Linked DNA regions of Mus musculus: regions 1 and 3 are each linked to region 2. Evidence: chromatin contacts called from public Hi-C data. All regions are on one chromosome and are shown on one strand. Each heading gives the region's core, a stretch centred on a gene start, on an enhancer-like site or on the middle of the called end of the contact. The rest is flanking DNA. Distances are from core to core; before and after follow the strand shown. Region 1 has its middle 69 kb from the start of Gm30957. Region 2 has its middle 58 kb from the start of Gm13219. Region 3 overlaps Gm30957 (predicted gene, 30957).

Region 1 (4,779 bases), core at 296-2,795, 420 kb before region 2:
GTTTTTTTCCCACATCTGCTGGGAAGTTCACCCTTTGTGACTACACAGGGTGACCTCTTATATGAGTGATGTTTCAGAAGACAGAATTCAAATTACTTTCCTCTATATATTATAACTTTTCTCCTGAGCTAGGCTGAAGATGCTTGTTACCCATGTCAATAAGGAATAGACTGTATCAATAGTAAAAATATTACTTTACTTATATTTTATTTGACATGTCTGTTATATGCAGGTAGTAGTTTTATTAGAATATAATGTTCCTAATGAATGTTCCTCTCTTGAAACACACACACGAAAGAGAGTGAGAGAGACAGAGAGACAGAGAGACAGAGAGACAGAGAGAGAGTGAGAGAGACAGAGACAGAGACAGAGACAGAGAACTTACAGAACTCTGCTGGCAAGTCACAGTATAGTTTACTAATAAACTCTCCGTAGCTTATGTGTCTTCATCAGGAAGCTACATTGTATCCATTGGGATTATTTCCAAGTTTGTTGTATTGTATGATTTCCTAAATAGGAAGTGACATTATTGAATGTATATATGTATCCTTTGACAAATGTATACATGTACAAAAATAGATGAATAACAGAGTAATAAATATTTCTAGTTTCCTATACACAATTCCTAAACTTATCTGTCACAAATAATGTTACCTTCATTTTCCAGTTCATAAAATAGTCTTAGTTATTTTTTCTGCTCAAACACTATTTCCATAAAAGCACTTTCTGAAACTTCAGTCAGCAGTAAATTGTGATTTGCTCAGTTATTAAATGTTGCATGATGTATGAGCTTTGCATCAGTTGTAGAACAGGACACAATCCTTATTCCTTTTAGCTATCTACTTCTCAAATATATGCCTTTCAAAATATTCTCTTGAATCCAATAATATTTAATAATCCTCAAAGCTTTACTAAACCTACCCCATTCCAAATGTTCTTTCTTATAAACGTCTTCATAGTTCTTGCTACCATTTTGAACTATCTCATCTTAAAGATTATTTTCAGCCTCTTATAAGCTTTTCTATAATGAAAATCCCTTTAACTCTTCTCCACGGCCAAAGAAATACTTACTATATCATGAAAATAAGTAATAAGTGACTGAAACTGGGACTACCTTTATGTTAAAGGGGCACCCATTAATTACATCTATTGTATACAATACATGCAAGGATAATTTACACTAACACTGAACACCACAGACCAAACTAAATAGGTCAAGTTTAGGTCTAGGAATTCTTGGTCATTAGAAATGATGTAGGTATTCTACTGATCTCATATCTAATTTGTCTGGTGTTACATGGAAGGGAGAACAAGCTGCCTTGCCAGTGAACACATTCCTTCCAATATTCTTCCATCTCCTAGTTTGACATTATTAAAAGTTGGAAGGTAAGTTAATAAAGGAGTAGAGAGAAGATGGAAATCGGGGGGAAGAAGACATGGTTAGGGGGAGAAGAAAAAGCTGTTGAGACAGAACATAGGACACCGGGGAACACCAACTCATTTATAGGCTGCACTGTTTGCCTGAGGTTGGCTACCTTATCAGATAAAAGGAAACTGAGACAGAATTTTCTCTGTGACTAACCTTCCCCTGGAGAGATCGCTGTGTGCTGCATTACTATTATTAATCAACTTGACTTTCTTTAAGTCACTGTAATTTCTGACTCAAAATTTTCTCAGGCACTCAATGTGCCAGAGAAATCTTAATGAATTAAATAGGCAGGATGTGTGGGAGCGCCCAGGACTAACTTAAGCACAGTGTATGGAATTTTATCATTTCTGTTTTGTTTTGTTTTTCTCAAATTAGTAACATTAACTCCCGAGGAATAAATCTCCTGCGATGGCCTCAGAAGTCGTGGTATTTTTATCATACACAGAGAAATCTCTGAATCAGAAAACTGATATTTTTGATACAATTAGAAACTTAATAGAGATCACTACTGAACTTAGTGGTGGCAACAAATTACACACACACACACACACATACACACACACACACATACACACACACACATACACACACACACACATACACACACACATACATACACACACACACACACATACATACACACACACACACACATACACACACACATACATACATACACACACACACATACATACACACACACATACATACACACACATACACACACACACACACACACACACACACACACACACACACACACACACAATTATTTTTGGTGTGCCCACAGGTTAAAGCAATAAACTGTAGGTTATGCTTCCAGAGAGTTCAAGGAAAATCCCAATCAATTAAAATAATGATAAGGAATTAATGATCTATCTGATTTCTAACTCTCTTTAAGAACTGTAGCATGTAAATAGGTTAGCTTTTAACAAAAATTAAATCAACGGTTTAATATTAACTTGAATTAAATGGTCTTGAGAAATTGGATGACTTTTCAGAAAGCCTTTTGAAAAAACAAACTATGATGAACTGATAAGATTGCTCCCATGATGGATCAGTGCACTAGATGGCACTAATCGCATGCCTTTCATGTGTTAGAAAATCACATTTCATGTGAGGAAAGAAAGTGGACCACACTTGCAATGTTCTTTATCAGGTGTACTTTCCAACGTTCCTTTGATAGGTTATTTATAATTTATGACTACATTTTTCAGATCATCAGAAAAAAAATTAATTACAGTCACTTTGATACTAAGTGAATTTCAAATTGAAAAGTAGAATTCCATTTTCCCCTAATCTAACGAAATTAATTTACTCCAAGCCAGATACAAAAGAGTTCTGGTCTAGAGGAGTGAGCAATTCAAGTCAAGAGGAAGGTTCTCTACCGATTATACAGTTTTCCATGAATTTCTCTTATCCAAGGATTCATCTTGAAATTTATCTAAGAAGAACATTAACCTAAAGGATGAAAGAAATTCAAAACTCTAAAAAGTCTTGGGACAATAAAATCTTGGTATTGAAGAAACAAAACAAGACTATAAATGAAACAATTTTTAAAGTAAAGCCTTCTACTTGGACGAATCTGTTCAAGTCTGTGAGACTTTGGAAACTACTGTCTGATTTTGATAAAGACAAAAATCATTACTATGTCAATATTTTCCCACTGTAGAATTGATAAACTACTAGTGTTGGGGGGTCTCCTCAGTTGACTATGAACTCATTGGTTTTATTTCAAATTTGACACCAATAACTTTAGGTCATTTATTTTCCTACAGAAATAAAATAGAACCATTCTGAGCTGCAGCTCTCCTTGCTTCTACTAGGCTTTGTCAGTATGAATAGAAATCTCTGGTTCAAGCCAATCTTCCAGCTACTTTAATCTTCGACTGAAAAAGAGTTTCCTTCAAAACAGAGCATTGAAAAAGCATACAAAGTATTATGTAGAAAAGCTAAATGTGAACTAGAATACACAAAATACCAAAGGCATAATTAAAAAAAAAACTCCCTTACCACTGAATGAGAGGTTATGATCATTTTTTTAAAATTTCACAATCTATGCTGGGGGGCTCAGACCAGCTTTTGCATGCTGTCTGATTGGTGGCTCAGTGTCTAGGAACTCCCAGGGGTCCAGGTGAGTTGAGACATGGTCTTCCTATGGGACCGCTCTCCTCATCTGTTTCTTCTATCTTTCCCCTAATTCAACCATAGAGGTTCCTGACAGGTATAAGTATCTGAGTCTGTCTCAGTCAGCTGCTGGTAGGGCCTCAAAGAGGACAGCCATGCTAGGTTCCTGTCTGTAAGCATAGCATAGCATCAGTAATAGGATCAGGCCTTGGTGCCCCCACCCCCACCCCATGAGGTGAATCCTCAACTGGGCTGGTCACTGGAAAAACGTTCCCTCAGTTTATTCTCCAATTTTGTCCCTGCAGTTCTTTTAGACAGGAACACTTCTGGGTCAGAAATTTTGCCTGTGGGTTGGTAACACCATTTCTCTTGAGGCCCTTCCTATCTATTTGAGGTGGACTTTTCGAGTTTCCTCTCCCCACTGTTAGGCATTTTATCTAATGTCCTTCCCTTTGAGTCCTGAGAGTTACCATCCATGTCTCTAGTACTTTCTGGAGGGTCTCCCTCCCTATCACCTTCTGAGACTTCATACTTCCATTCATTCTGCTGGCCCTCTGGGCTTCTCTCTTGTTCCCCTGACTCCTTACCTGATCCTGTTCCTCTTTTCTCCTCCCCTTCCTCTGCCTCCCCTGATTATTTTCTTCCCCTTTCTAAGTGGGATTGAAACATCCTTATTTGGCCCTTCTGCTTGTTATAGTTCTTAAATTCTATGGGTTGTATTCTAGGAAATCTGTACTTTTTAGCTAACATCCACTTATTAGTGATGACATAACATGCGTGTCCTTTTGGATGTGGGTTACCTCACTCAGGATGAGTTTCTAGCACCATCTATTTGCCTGAAAATTTTGTGATGTTGTCATTTTTAATAGCTGAATAGTTTTCCACTGTAAATGTGCCACATTTTCTGTACCCATTCTTCCACTGCGGGACATCTGGGTTGTTTGCAGCTTCTGGCTATTACAAATAAGGTTTGGCCTCATTGAGAGATGAACTGGTCCTTGAGAGACTTGAAGCCCCAGGGAGCAGGGAGGCATGATGGTAGGGGAGCAACCTCTCAGGTACAGGAGGGAAGAGGATTGGGGTGAGAAATTGTGAGAAAGAGGATGGGAGGGCAACAGCTGGATTGTAATCAAACAAACAAACAAATAAATACATGGGCAATAGTAAAATTTTTTCTCTTTTTTCGTTAGATATTTTCTTCATTTACATTTCAAATGTTTTCC
Region 2 (4,557 bases), core at 1,319-3,818:
ATCAATTCTGAACATATACACTCCAAATGCAAGGGCACCCACATTCATAAAAGAAACTTTACTAAAGCCCAAAGCACACATTGCACCTCACACAATAATAGTGGGAGAAGGCTGGACGTGGTGGCACACACCTTTAATCCCAGCACTCGGGAGGCAGAGGCAGACAGATTTCTGAATTCCAGGCCAGCCTGGTCTACAGAGTGAGTTTCAAGACAGCCAGGGCTATACAGAGAAATCCTGTCTCACAAAACAAAAGCAAACAAACAAAACAAACAAACAAAAAATAGTAGGAGAATTCAACACCCCACTCTCATCTATGGACAGATCATGGAAACACAAACTAAACAGAGATACATTGAAACTATCAGAAATTATGGATCAAATGGATTTAACAGATATTTATAGAACATTTAATCCTAAAACAAAAGACTATGCCTTCTTCTCAGCACCTCATGGTACCTTCTCCAAAATTGACGACAAAACAGGCCTCAACAGATACAAGAAGACTGAAATAATCTCATACATCCTATGACAGACTAGGGGCTAGTCTTCAATAGCAACAAAAACAACAGAAAGCATACATGTACATGAAAGCTGAACAAAGCCCTATTCAACAAGAACTTGATCAAGTAAGAAATAAAGAACTTAAAGACTTTTTAGATTTTAATGAAAATCAAGGCACAGCATACCCAAACTTATGGGACACTTATGAAAGCAGTGCTAAGAGGAAAACTCAGCTCTCAGTGCCTCCAGAACAAAACTGGAGAGAGCGTACACTAGCAGCTTAACAGCACAGCTGAAATCTCCAGAACAAAAAGAAGCAAATACACCCAAGACAAGTAGAAGGCAGGAAATAATCAAACTCAGTGCTGAAATCAACCGAGTAGAAATAAAAAGAACTATACAAAGAATCACCAAAATAAGGAGCGCTCTCTCTCTCTCTCTCTCTCTCTCTCTCTCTCTCTCTGTGTGTGTGTGTGTGTGTGTGTGTGTGTGTGTGTATGAGAGAGTGAGAGAGAGAGAGAGAGAGAGAGAGAGAGAGAATTTAAGGCATATACCTTGGTAAATTTAACTGCAGGGTCATCAAAGTGGTTTGCCACTAAGCCTGATAACTGAGTTCAGTTCTCAAGACTCACCCAGCAGAAGGAAAGAACCAACCAATTCCCACAGTTTATTCTCTGACCTTCAGAAATATACCATAAAACATGGGCCAGCATGTATACACATACCACCTCCAGATGTGTGTATGTAGCCTTAAACATGTGTGCACATTCACATATGCATTCAGGCACACAAACACACATTAGGTGAATACAAAATTATAAATAATTTTTTAAATTGTAACTGCGCATTTTACATAAATGTTAAATCTGCATCCACATATATGCAATAAGGTACAAAGTGGGAAATCTTAATGGTGATTTCTTAATATGTTCTAAATCAGAAATAAGATAACCATCAAATAGCACAGCTCTTGGTTTAGTCTTACAACTATTTTTAAATCTTTAATGACACAATAAATATCTCTTTAGAAACAATTCCAAAATTTAATAGATTTTTCCTAACTCAAAGATACATCCATTTTTAAAATAACCTGTTCCATGTTCCCATTACTATAAATGACATCAAGATGTCTCAACCCTTCTATACCCCTTTGTCAAGACAGATAATATTTATCTTCCATCCTGTGACCATCATATCCCAGAAGTGGTCACAGGGAGCAATGTTCAGGTATCATTATGGCAGTAGGATCTAGTTTTGTTCTTCATGTTTTCCATTACTTGTTTCTCAAAGGAAAAAAAAATTAACTGTTTTTCTTTTGGGTTTTATTAGGAGTAACTTCACCAGGCCTGACCACATCATATACTTTCATGCATAAAATAAACGAAGGGCCTAGAGATTAGTACTTAAGAGCTCTGAAGGCCCTTTCAGAAGATTAGAGTTCATTTCCCACATAGGGTCTCTCTTAACCACCAGTAACTCCAGCTCTGGGAGACCTAACATCCATTCCTAGCCTCTTTAGGTACTTACATTCATGTGTGCGTGTGTGTGTGTGTGCACGCACGTGCGCGCACACACACACACACACACACACACACACACACACCACAAATTAAATAAATAGATAAGTAAATAAATAAATATTTTTAAAGCCTTTTTGAGTCCATTCTTTTTAAGAATAATCAAATAAGCATCATTTCCTTAGAAAGTTCTAGAAAATGAATTCAGACGTGCATTTCATAGTCCTGGGTTCTATCGTAAGGATGCACTGTTCAACATGGGTGGGAAGAGAAGCCAGCGGGACAACAGACCCAGCATTGAGGATCTAAAAGTAGAAAATGGCTTCTAAAGAGTGTAGGGGAGAATTCTGGATAAGACTCAAGTAGGTAGGATTGTAGGACAGCCTTATCTACCTGGGCAATGACAGTGCAAAGGGGATGCTGTGAGAAGCTCACAGAACCTAGGATAGGAGAAATATGACTCAGAATAGTAAAGAACTTAGGAAACAGGCAAGCCCCAGTGTCATCAAGTTTCCAGTCTGTTGAGTGACACAAGCCAGTGACAACTGTGTGAAGGGTGACAAACACACTGAGCAGAGAAGTGATGTGTGCTTACATGGCACATGACTGGGTTCTCTGTTCTAACCTACCTTCATGGAAAAAGTGACACTAAATTAAGGTTAAGAATTGTTGGTTTTAAGAAGAGAACAGAAAAAATACTCTGGGTGAAGAATAGAACATTATGATAAGATTATAGATGACACTTGTCACGTCAGACACAAGGAGGTGAGACAAGTATCAGGCACCCTCAAAAATGTCACTCATTTCCTTTTGACTTAAGCCAATGACCCACTCCTAGGCTCATAGTTCCTGATTTTAGGCTGAACTCTCTCTCTCACCTCTGTGTTCTTCCAAGACAAACTTGAGCCAGTTTGCCCTGCATTTATCTGAAGCTTCTTCTCCCAGGTAACTTGAAAAAAAAAAAGATAATAAATAACATCTCTATTTGTTATTTAGAAATCTGTAGGACTCGTATGCATGTGGAGACTCTAGTCTCCGGTGAGTTCTCAAGTCATATACAGATTGTCACTAATTAGTTGCTCTTTCCATGTTTCATTATATACATTCTGTCTCCCTCTCATTGTGGCAAATTATAAATTACTTGGTGATATGGCATTTTCTTATTTATAATAGGAGCATGTCTCTATGGAATCCAAATATTTGTTCCTTGACATTCAAATCAAAGGCAAGCAAAAACATCATGTGTTCTGCCCTTAAATACAAAGAATTTATATATCTTTGACATCAATATGCAGGCTTTAGTCATATTCATTTCAACACTTCCTAGTAAAAACAAATAATTTTTATGGTCAATATGCTTGTTATATGATCACTTGATCTTCTTCATTGAATACATTTTTTTCTTACATAATACATTTTCCTGATCTTCTTCCCTAAAAGATGGAAACAGAACAAAGAGAATCCTTAGATACAAGGCTGAGCTTACATATTACCCAGTAGTGACATGCAGTATGAATCAGTAGTCATATCTTATTTGATTTAGAGAGAATGTGCTATTGGGTTGTTAGGGATGGGTCTAATCTAAGTCACTTCTCAATTATAGGGCAGGTGAATCCTCTCAGAATTCTGCCATTTAACAGAGTGCATGTTTCAGTAATAAATTAATAAGATAGAACAGTAATTACCTCTTTAGCTCTTCCTATCTAGACTTGAGCCAGTGAGTACATTAAATTTGCTATGAAAATGATCTGCTCAGTGTATGACTAAGGGCAAGAGAAATGAAGAGGCCAGTGCTCTTCTGGATAGTTTTATCATTAAGCTGATCTGCTCAGGACTTGGCCACTAGGAACACACTATCCTCTAGCAGAAAAGCTGTAAGGGTGGTTAACATGTGACATTTATGTAGAGGTGTACACTTAACAGAGGGTTCACACACACACACACACACACACACACACACTATTTCATCCCATTGACTCAGTAACAGGCCAGGTAACCTCCTAGCTGTGTTTACTCTGAGCCCTTGTGATCTTCATATGAGCGAAAGAGATTTCATGATCCTGACAAGTAAAGAGCACAAGATTTATCTCCTGCCACATCCACGAACATATCATTTGCCTTGATTGCCTAGCCAAAAATTATGGTTATGTCATTCCAGTCAACTATTCCACCAAATACAGAAATGGGTTCTTGCCAAGCATGATGGAACACACTTATGACCCTAGTACTGAGGAGGCCCAGGGTAAGACTGATCTGGAGCCATCATAAGAGCTTCATAAGAACTGATCCCAAACATTAAGACTAAAAGGATAGAAGAAAGCAAAGAAGGAGAGAAAGAAAGGGAGGAAGGGGAAGAGACGAGATAGAAAAATTGAGGAAGACAGGAAGACAAAGTAAGAGACAAAAAGAAATGTTGATAGACAAGTACTTTTTTCTTATTTTTTTTAGAAATGGAGTATGAATAGCACCATTTTTGGATGCTGCGGCTCCACCCAGAGATTGAGCATTCAGGGAAAGAAATGTTTATTGTGTTTAT
Region 3 (4,890 bases), core at 1,153-3,652, 330 kb before region 2:
TCAGTCATTCTTTGCCCTGAGCAAGGTCTTAAATTTTAATTATGCGTAATAAACTCAAGCATATTTAATCCGTATATTTCATGATTCATTTACACTTCAATCACTATGTTGTTATTTTGAAAAAAATCATTTGATGTCTATAAGCTCTCTGAGCCTTTAATACATGCTTATAAAACTCAATCCTCCCCCCCCCCACACACACACATACAAACGCACACAGTATTTGAAAATAGATTATTATATTTTGCCCAAGGTACAAAAAACAAATCCAAATGCTTATATTTAGGGTGTGGTTCTGGCCTTAATACTATATGTCATGTGCTATTGAAATCTATTTCTAAGAGATACTTTGTTTAGAAGGCATATGTAAGCTAAACATTTAAGATAACTATTCTTTGGGACTCACATGACTAACCACATAGCCAATGTAGTGATTAACTAAAGGTCTAAAACTATGTGATGATTTCTGCACTGCATTTTATTAGTGGTATCTGCAGGGAAAGTTCCATCCATTCACATTATTTCATTCCTTTCTGATAGACAAAATATCCATATATCTGTTACACTTCCTTGCATTGGTCTCAAATATATCATAAGCATAGAGACAATTAATTTTTTATTTTCACATCCTTTCTTCCAAAACAATTTTTCATACTCTCACTCTCCTTTTTTCTCAAGTGATCATTTTTTCCTCTATATGTTTGTTTCCAGTTTGCATTAAGGATCTCTTCACCTGTCCTCTTGAAAGTTAGAACTGCAATACAGTGAGAAGAGTCTTATTTATTATTCTGGACATGTAAGTTATAAAATCCTGGAATGCCCATCTATATAGATTGCTGTTATCCACTCTTGAGTTCAAACACTTATAAATGAATTACATTTCTAGATGCCTAATTGTCTCCTTATTTCTATTCTTAGCAGTTTCTTTATATGCATTCACCAATTCATTTCTATATATACCCAAATAATCTTCAAAAATAAAAATTTTACCTTGACATTCTTCATTGGGTGGTTCCCCAGTGCTTTCAAGTAAAAGAAAACCATTACCTTCCAAACCTTGGGCGTGTGTTCACTCTCACATTATGTACTAGATAATGGAGAAGTACCTCATGGAGGAAGAGCATTTGGGGGAAGAGACACTTGGTTTTGGTTTATTGGGAGGCTTTTATATATATAATATTGTTACTCTCCATGATTACCTCATGTAACAGAATTGTTCTTAGTTTATGTGTCGTGGTTATAGTCTATGAAATAACTGTCCTGTAATAGAATGTAACTGTTATCATTTGTGTGGAGTGATTATAGTCTCTAAAATAGCTATAGATTCTAGACTAGAAAGCATCTACACACTTCTCACAGGAAAATGCAGGGCAAGTCCATAGAAGTCTCTGGTTGCATTTTATTAGCCAGTCAATACATAGCTGTGTTTTAAGTGTGTTCCTATGCTGGGACACCACACTTAACATATATTGTTTTTTAAGAAGTAACCCTGAGTTTATGGCCAAAAGCCCTGTAACTAACACTTGAACAAAACTCATGCAACAAATGTTCCTTTGATAAGAGACATCAGAGCTGCACATGCTTAAGAATACCACACAGCACTAGATCGCTTTTCTTTCCAGCTACTGGAGAAAGTCAAATCAATACATAAAAGTGCAAAATAAGAAAAAATATGACACTAAATGGATCACTAAAGCAACATCTGTTTACAGTTGTTGCAAAACAAAAGCAAAAGAAAACAAAACAAAAACAACAGAAAACAACCCAATTTTCCTCAGCAGGTTGAGGTTAAACACTTGCCATGGACCACTATTTGGCAATAAAGGCATATACTTCCATCCGCCAAAACCCTGATGAGTCTCTGAAGAACAACACTAAGTGGATAAAAATGAACTTCAAAAGTCACACAATACAATTCTCTTATGTGCCGTTCCTGAAATAAGAGAAGTATGGGAATGCAATAGGTTAGAGGTTGCTAAGGGTTAGTGTGGGAATGGAGACAAGCAGGAAGTTGGTCTGGCTATTATCAGGCCAACAGAAAAGAATTGTACAGTAAAAGAAATGTTCTGTATCTTGCCTGTCTGTGTCATTGCTCTGCTGTTTTGCAAGATGCTACTAAGTGGGGAAGCTGAATATACTGGACACATGATTCTTCTCTATTGTTATAAATAGGAAAATACTTGGTAGAAACCATGGTTTTTCCAATGGGATCATATTAAGATCATTACCTCTTTTGGTTTGTGCAAAGTTTACTCTTCTGTAATAAAGTCAACTGATATCTGCATGACACACAGCAATAATGAACTTGGTTTAAAAAAAATTTGAGCCTGTGGTTTAAACTATGTAGAGCAATGAGTTGACTGACTTTAGGGGATTTTCCCCATGTTTGAAGCAGATATGCTGATATCCTGTATGCATATCCAGAAATGATTATTCAAGTGCAAATTAATGTCATACCCCACACATTCAAACCTACTCTGACTCTGGTTCCTTTGCCCTCTCACCCATAAGCACATCAAAGCCACTTTGTAACGGAAGTAATAGAACTTTGGTAACTAGGAAAGGCAAGAGAATATTCTGCAGAATACTGCCTTTTAGCCCTCCCTTCTACCTCAAAAAATACCTAAAACCAGGTGGGTGGCTTCAAATTTAAGTATGGGGGAAAAACAAGTTCTAAGAACTTAGAGGGTTTGGTACCCATTTGGAAAGATATGGGCTATTTTTAGATGGAAGGAGGATGTGGTGGTTAACTTGAGCCTAAGCCATGTGAATCCAGTCACTGCACTTTCCAGATCAAAAGGCATTGTTATATGCTACTGCACTACTGAAATATAGGTAGTGATGGGAAACTCATTTTCATTTTAACTGGAAAGCTATCCAATGTTAATGAAAGACATATCATATAAAGCAGAGACAGAAAAGTTACCTCAAAATGTCATTGATGCAAGGCATTTTAAGCATAAATTCTTAAAAGCAATTTGGTAATTCAGTTGGCCACTTAGGGGTATGCACATGGTATATGTGTTCCTATGTGCATGTGTGTAAGAATGTGTGTGTGTGTGTGTGTGTGTGTGTGTGTGTGTGTGTGTGTGTGTGTGTGTTTAGGCCAGAAGTCAATTCTGGGTGTATTGCTTAATCACTGTTCATCATATTTTTGAGGTATGGTCTCTCACTGAAACTGCAACTCACAGATTCAGGTAGGCTGCCTGGCAAATAAAAGCCAGGAATCTACCTGTCTCCCTCCCATCTCATTGCTGAGGTTACATGCATACATCATGCTACCTTGTCCTTCATATGAGTACTGGGCATTGAACTGAGGTCTTTATGCTGGAGAGAAAGAGTTTACAGACTGAACCATTGTCTCAACCCCAGAGAATTATACATTTTAAATATTAAGAATGGCTACCTCCTACATATCAAACAGTAAATAGATATAGAGCTAATTTGTTCTGAGTCTTCATAGTAACAATATATTCTTTAGAGGGCTAGAGAAACGATTTAGTAGATAAGAGCACTTGTTTCTGCAGAGTCCCTGTATTCAATTTCCAGCATCCACATAGTGGCTGACAACTATCTGTAACTCTAGTTCTTGGGGATCCTATGACATATTCTGTCCTCCATGTATACCAAGCTGTATGTAGTATACATACATGCATACATACATACATACATACATACATACAGGCAAAACATTCACATAAAATAAACAAACACAACACTGTATTTAAACTGACTGTAAGCATGCATTCTCTTTCACTGATGAGCTCTGGAGTTTTTACTCAAGTCATTCTTTGCTTTGCAGCTACACTATGGAAACTGGAAGTCTCAACAGTTCTAGCCCCAGTCATATATTCTTCAGTGTTGTTGCCATATTACTCTTTTCCCAACTTCTATCCAATAAACAAGCTGAGCTCTCTGCCTTACTCTGCAGTCATTTTTGCCTGCTTTAATCATGTCTGAGCCGAATAAGTAAAAATCAAGAGATATTCTTTTATCCCATGATAAATGGAACATGAGAGCAATAAAAGAAGATGTCCGTGTAGCATTATAAGGCAAACTCACATTCTCAGATAGAAATACCACCTAATCACCTTTACCCCTTGTTTTTATCCAGCTATTGAATATGAGTAGTCATTCTGATACTTCAAAATATTTGGAAAATTAAACAATATTTGGGAGTAAGTTGCATGAGAGATGCAAACAAGAGCATTGATTTGACTCATGTACTTGAGTTTTATCAATAGCAGATGTGTTACTCTGGTTTTGATATAAGTTTTCAATTAGATCTTCATACAGTAGATGTTAATAGTTAGAGAATAAACAAAACTACTAGCGATCTACTCACTGAATATTCTCCATGAGCTCCCAAGTCTAAGCACTGCTTTGATCACATAGCGATACCTTTTTTCCATATAATTACTTCATTGATAGAGCCAGAAGGTTGGCATAGATGATATGTTATAATATAAAATATATTGCACAAAATCCTCATGCAATAATCCTTATTTTTATGTATATAGCTTATTCACATGAAATAAAACTCACTTTTTACTATCTTAGCCCAACTATGTACACCAATATTTCTTTCCTCAGACAGACTACAAAGAATTAATAAGAAAATATAAATCAAAATACCCTTGAGCTTACCCTTGGATTAAGGATAAACTTATGCCTTCCGTCCAAAGTGTTCAGACTGAGTAACATTCTCTCTGTGTTCTGTACATGCAGAGTTGGTTACTCTTTATAGAACACATCTTCTTCCTAATTAATTAAGGCTTGAAATACTGAAGCCAGAGTCCCTTACCTTTTGTAGTTGCCTACAAGTCCAAGTTCCTCAGACTGAGGTTCCCCTTCTCTTCCCCTACCTCTCTCCTTGACTCCTTATTCCCT

The links. A called contact is a pair of places that touch in the nucleus more often than the background predicts.
Region 1: a contact with region 2 is called in a Hi-C map of group 2 innate lymphoid cells, with 7 times the contacts expected there. The contact joins two enhancer-like sites. A contact is called at or near these places in 2 of 484 Hi-C or Micro-C datasets (Th2 cells and group 2 innate lymphoid cells).
Region 3: a contact with region 2 is called in a Hi-C map of group 2 innate lymphoid cells, with 5 times the contacts expected there. The contact joins two enhancer-like sites. A contact is called at or near these places in 2 of 484 Hi-C or Micro-C datasets (Th2 cells and group 2 innate lymphoid cells).

What each region holds. Positions count from the first base shown.
Region 1 is chr2:8,875,541-8,880,319 of GRCm38.p6, forward strand. No RefSeq gene overlaps it. Among named protein-coding and RNA genes, the nearest start is that of Gm30957, 69 kb to the right of the region's middle. Within about 2 kb of position 1,546, at least 2 of the 459 cell types and tissues checked have an H3K27ac peak or open chromatin away from gene starts, as enhancers often do. A contact at or near this core is called in group 2 innate lymphoid cells, where this site is marked.
Region 2 is chr2:9,292,098-9,296,654 of GRCm38.p6, forward strand. No RefSeq gene overlaps it. Among named protein-coding and RNA genes, the nearest start is that of Gm13219, 58 kb to the right of the region's middle. Within about 2 kb of position 2,569, at least 1 of the 459 cell types and tissues checked has an H3K27ac peak or open chromatin away from gene starts, as enhancers often do. A contact at or near this core is called in group 2 innate lymphoid cells, where this site is marked.
Region 3 is chr2:8,962,724-8,967,613 of GRCm38.p6, forward strand. All of the region lies in intron 1 of Gm30957 (predicted gene, 30957), which reads left to right. Among named protein-coding and RNA genes, the nearest start is that of Gm30957, 18 kb to the left of the region's middle. Within about 2 kb of position 2,403, at least 6 of the 459 cell types and tissues checked have an H3K27ac peak or open chromatin away from gene starts, as enhancers often do. A contact at or near this core is called in group 2 innate lymphoid cells, where this site is marked.